Regions from separate parts of the Pan troglodytes genome. Here region 1 is linked to region 2. Evidence: chromatin contacts called from public Hi-C data. All regions are on one chromosome and are shown on one strand. The core of a region is the stretch at or near the end of the contact, and the rest is flanking DNA. Distances in the headings are between cores, read along the strand shown. Region 1 has its middle 47 kb from the start of BHLHE40. Region 2 overlaps ITPR1 (inositol 1,4,5-trisphosphate receptor type 1).

The links. A called contact is a pair of places that touch in the nucleus more often than the background predicts.
Region 1: a contact with region 2 is called in a Hi-C map of stem cell-derived neural progenitor cells, with 2.1 times the contacts expected there. The contact joins two enhancer-like sites. A contact is called at or near these places in 2 of 7 Hi-C or Micro-C datasets (blood and stem cell-derived neural progenitor cells).

The regions. Positions count from the first base shown.
Region 1 is chr2:9,062,374-9,065,073 of NHGRI_mPanTro3-v2.0_pri, reverse strand. No RefSeq gene overlaps it. Among named protein-coding and RNA genes, the nearest start is that of BHLHE40, 47 kb to the right of the region's middle. Within about 2 kb of position 1,348, at least 18 of the 24 cell types and tissues checked have an H3K27ac peak or open chromatin away from gene starts, as enhancers often do. A contact at or near this core is called in stem cell-derived neural progenitor cells, where this site is marked.
Region 2 is chr2:8,867,452-8,870,151 of NHGRI_mPanTro3-v2.0_pri, reverse strand. All of the region lies in intron 60 of ITPR1 (inositol 1,4,5-trisphosphate receptor type 1), which reads right to left. Among named protein-coding and RNA genes, the nearest start is that of BHLHE40, 150 kb to the left of the region's middle. Within about 2 kb of position 1,346, at least 2 of the 24 cell types and tissues checked have an H3K27ac peak or open chromatin away from gene starts, as enhancers often do. A contact at or near this core is called in stem cell-derived neural progenitor cells, where this site is marked.

The DNA of each region.
Region 1 (2,700 bases), core at 99-2,598, 190 kb before region 2:
GGCCGCAGAGAGGAGTCGTCAACTATGTGAAGACTTCCGGCTTTAAAAAGCATGGGGGTTGTTGCTGGGTGCGGTGGTTCACACCTGTAATCCCAGTACTTTGGGAGGCCAAGGCGGGCGGATCGCTTGAGGTCAGTTCAAGGCCAGTCTGGCCAACATGGTGAAACCCTGTCTCTACTAAAAATACAAAAATTAGCCGGGCATGGTGGCCCACGTCTGAAGCCCCAGCTACTCGGGAGGCTGAGGCAGGAGAACCGCTTGAACCCTGGAAGCGGAGGTTGCAGTGAGCTGAGATTGGGCCACTGCACTCCAGACTGGGCAACAAGAGCGAAACTCCATCTCAAAAACAAAACAAAACCAAAGCATGGAAATTGTACAGTGAGCTTCAGTGCGAATTCCGGTCGTGACTTGGTCTTAGAATAGCTGAGGGACTATGGACAGGTACCCTGCCCTCTCTGAACCTCAGTTTCCCGGTCTGCTTTATGAAAAGAGTGGCCTCTGGCCGGGCGCGGTGGCTCACGCCTGCAATCCCAACACTTTGGGAGGCCGAGGCTGACGGATCATGAGGTCAGGAGATCAAGACCATCCTCGCTAACATGGTGAAACCCCGTCTCTATTAAAAATACAAAAAAAAAAAAATTAGTAGGGTGTGGTGGCGGGCGCCTGTAGTCCCAGCTACTCAGGAGGCTGAGGCAGGAGAATTGCTTGAACCCGGGAGGTGGAGGTTGCAGTGAGCCGAGATCGCGCCACTGCACTCCAGCCTGGGCGACAGAGTGAGACTCTGTCTCAAAAAAAAAAAAGAAAAGGGCGGCCTCTAACATTCCAGGGCGCGCCCCGCCCCCACCCCTCCCCAAGCCTCTGGGAGGTTCCAGGAGGGATTTCAGAGCAACTCTTCCGTTTGCCAGCAGAAGGCGATGGAGACCAGCCTTGGCTGGACCACTTCCACCCCAGAGGCTCTTCACCGCCTCCCCATCCAGACCCAAGGTTCCCTAGTGGTCCGGACGGTTTCCTTGGCAGCGCTGGCACCAGGTATCTCAGGCCACCCAGGCTGTCCCAGGGAGGGGCTGGAGGCACCGAGAGCCCTTCAGATTGACCCAGACACGTGGCCAGGTTGAGATGCTGGGATTCTCCCAAACCCAGTCTGGGAGGAGCTGGGGAGAAAGAAGAACGGGTTTGGGCAAAGACACTTCAGCCCCTCCCCCCACACCCCCCGCTGGGCCTTTCGGTGGGAAACCACCCAGGAGCTGTTGACTTCTCACAGGGAAAGCCGGGCGGGGGTGGCCGGAAGGGAGCAAGACGGAGAGAGCGCTGCGCCAGCTCCCCGGGGACCGCCTGCCTGCAGGCGCGAGCCGGCGCTTGCATCAGCGCCTGCCAGGGCAGGGGCAGGGACCGCGGCCACCGGCGACGTCAGTCTCTTTCCCAGAAGAATTCCACTTCCTGCGGCCGGGGCCCGGCTGTGAGGGGGCGGGGTGGGGGGGTGGGTTGGTTTCGCAGGATGACACCACTCGTTTACTGCATCTCCTCGGTCACACACTGTTGTCTAGGAGACCAAGAGCATCCTGGCCGCCTCAGTGAGGCTAACCCGCCCCCGGGAAGTGACCCGGGGCACGGCCCACTCAGGAAGCCACTGGCTCTAGGGTGCAGGCCCCAGGAGACGAGGCCACCCACTACAGGTCCTGGATTCTGCCCTGAAGGCACCCGGTGGCCCACCTTCCATATTGTACCTGATTGTCAAGTTTTCAAAGCACACTCGCCTGAGGGTGTTAGAAACAAGCCAGAGAAAACTAGAGCCCAGAGAAGAGCCCTAGGATAGCCTGTAACTGGGAGAGCTGACTTTTCAAGCCTCTGTGATTTGGTTTGGTTTGAGTTGGGTTTTTTCTTACCTTTCTTGCCATAGATCAGGGTCTCACGAACCTCTTAAGAGTCAATGGCCCATCCACTATCAGTGAAGCAATATATATATTTTTTTGTTTGTTTATTTGTTGCTGTTGTTTGAGACAGAGTCTTGATTTGTCACTCAGGCTGCAGTGCCGTGTCTCGATCTTGGCTCACTGCAACCTCCGCCTCCCTGGTTCAATCCATTCTCTTGTCCCAGCCTCTCCAGTAGCTGGTATTACAGGTGCATACCACCACGCTCAGCTAATGTTTCTTTTTTTATATATATATTTTTAATAGAGACAAGGTTTCACCATGTTGGCCAGGCTGGTCTCGAACTCCTGACCTCAAGTGACCCACCTGCCTTGTCCTCGCATAGTGCTGGGATTACAGGTGCGACCCACCACACCTGGCTGCAATGTTTGTTTTAATTACTTTTGGCAAGTATTTCCTGAGTACCCCGAGCGTGCCAGGTGAAGAGAGACGGATAATAACAGCGCTAGCCAGCACGTATTAAGCCTTGCAAAGCTGCACCGGCATGAACTTGTGGCTTCAACACAACCTTATGAGGTAGGTGTTATCCCCATTTTACAGAGTAGAATACCCAGTTAATGTGAGACCAGCTGGGAAGTAAAATCAAATCTGAGTCCTAAACTAGAAGTCTTTACCATTACCAGGCAGCCTTGCAAAACATCAATTAACATGACAGACATGGCCCTTTTTCTTTGGAATTGATGCATTTTTACTGCATTTTTAAAACCATGCATTTAATCTTGAATTATGTGTTAATAATGTGAGATGAGGATAAAAGTAATTCCAAATAAG
Region 2 (2,700 bases), core at 97-2,596:
TCCTCCCTGCTCCGATATTCTTGACTCTGCCGTGGTGCCAGCTAACTTCAAGGGGCATTCTGGGAATCGTATTTGGCAGGCAGCACAGGCTGTATCCTCACCCATGGTTAAGGGCTTGTCAGAGCCCAGGTGACATTTTAACCAATGCTCGTGGCCTCCCAGGTTAGGCCACAAGGAAAGCTGCTGCTCAGCACTATCAATGCTGAAATATCAATATTCTAGGAACATACCTAGGCACTCCTTTCCTGCCAGCATCCTCACTGGAATTCAGAATAAAAGCCCAAACCCATCATCGTGCATCTGCACGAAGCAGAAGGTGTCCACGGCACTTTATCAACAGCCAGGAGCTGCCTGCTTCATGCACAGAGGAGGTGCACAGGCAGGCAGAAAGGTCAGACCAGGGTTAAGTGCACGCCCTGTTGGACTCGCCCTTCCTCTCTCCTGCACCTAAGTGCTGTCTGGCAGGGACTCCAACTTCTGATTTCCTTAAAGTGAGACGCCCCATGATGGCTGTGTGAATTTTTATGCTCATTTCTTGGCTCCGGTCACTGCTGCCACCATCTTTTCCCCCACACCTAGGTCCTTACTCTTATCTAATTATGATCTGCAGGTAACTGTACTCCCACCAGCCCCTGCACTTGGTTCCTTGCATTGCCTCTGGCTGGAAGCTGTTGTCCCCAACTTCAGAAAGTGTCTGCAGATTTCACAGGCTCTCTCTTGGGTCAAGGTAAGACTTCAGCCAGTTCCCCTTTTAAACAGAAGGTAGTGACACGCAGGTATTAAGTTTCCATTTTGATCTTTTGCCCTTGTTAACACGTTGCTTTCTGTATTTGCTTCCTGTGTCATCAAATACAGATAAACACAAGGGCCAGATGTCCTACTGCTTTTGAATCTTCTCATAATGTTTCCTCATAGATGTTTAGTAGCACTGAATTAGCTAATAGAACTTATTTGCTTGGAAATGTTACCCAGGAGGTGCTGGCAGGCAAAAAGGCTCTTTTGCGTGTTACTTTTTTTTGAAGCAAATTACCCGCAGCTCTCAGGAAAGCATTTTCCAGGAATGCGGGCTCCTGGACTCTCCCCTCCTATGCAAAAGCACCCCACCACCTTCTGAGAGCATCCCACTTGCTGCCACATTGAGCCTACTTTTGATCTGGAAAATTGCTCCTTTGCTTCTGGATCCTGTATAGCTAATTTCTGAAGAGGTCAAGTGAACTAACCCGTAATGGAACAAACTGGAAAATCTCCAATGGAATGTTGAGGGCAAGGAAGAGGGAGCAGGAGAGGCAAAGAGAGAAAGTAGGGAGGTGTCTACCCCCACTGTGAGAAAAACTCAGCACCAGGCTTAAAGGATGATGGAGCAGACATTCTCATGTGTAATTATTAGGGAGTTAAACTCATTCAGATGAGTCACCTGGGTGTGGACGCTCCAGTCTGGCTGTGGTTCTAGTGAATCGTCCTTCTCCTTTTACTTCGACACCTCTCAAATCTGGCCACCAAAGGACATGTCATTCCCTGTTTCAAGCTAAGGTGAGGGTAGTGAAGTTTCTCATATTTCAGCAGGTCAAAATTAACATATATTTCAGATACATCCTTTGCAAGGGCTGCACTTGATACCCTTTCCTGAACTCCTGCCATCTCAACAACCCCTAGGGTTTTGAAGTGGTTGTCTGAGCAGTGGTTGCTGGCGGCAGCAGCTCTGAAAGTCACACCCCATCTAACTCCTGTCTTACTGATTTATGCATGAGCCAGTCAGTATCCCCGGGAGATCCTCTTTCCCACTCTCCTCTCTACCCGCAAAGGGGCCTTTCCTGCATCTTGCCTCTTTTAAAGGAGGCTAATGCAGTATCACTCGGGGTCGGGGCTGGGAGATAAGCCAGTCCAAGTCTAAGATGCGCCAGTCCAAACCAGATGCCGCCAGCCAGCCAATGGCTGCAGCCTGACAGGAGGGCTGTGTGCATGTGCACACAGGTAACCACATGTGGATATGTGGGTCAGGACAACCTGAGGGTGGGTTCTGGTTCAGCAGCTCTGGATTTCAGTCTTGGCTCTAGCACCTCCCAGCGCCGCGACCCTGCAAAAGTTGCTCAACCTTCCTGAGCTTTAGGTTCCCATCTATAAAGTGTTAATAGTGCCACCGACTATGCCGTGATGAGGATTGAGTGAGATCACGCACATACAGTGTTTATTTCATGCACACTGATTACACACGACCTATTCCTTACTATCCAATCTGCCCTTCCCGGGGTAAAGCAGAGCCCAGCACAGACCGCTCCTCCAGAAACGGCAGCGCTGGTGCATTCCAGAACACCGTAGCTACCATGGGGGGGCAGGTTCTCCCCCGATATTTCACTGTCCACGTTAGTCAACGAATATGCTGTCCTAGAGAAGTAGCCAGAGTAGACCAAGGTATCGGGACCTTCTGAAATGTAGATGGACAGTGTTCTATCTGATCAGGCCGTCTTTATATGCAATTCACTCAAAAACACACCTCTGAAAATACGAGAGTTATGTTAACATGGCAGAATTCCAACATATAGAAGTGAAATCTATAATTAGCAGAAGACATGTCTTATATTTTTTTCATTTGTACAAACGTATGGGGTATATATGAAATTGTGTTACATGTATGTTGTGCCTAGTGATCGAGTCAAGGTATCTAGGGCATCCATCACCCAAGCACCACACATTTTTGTTAAT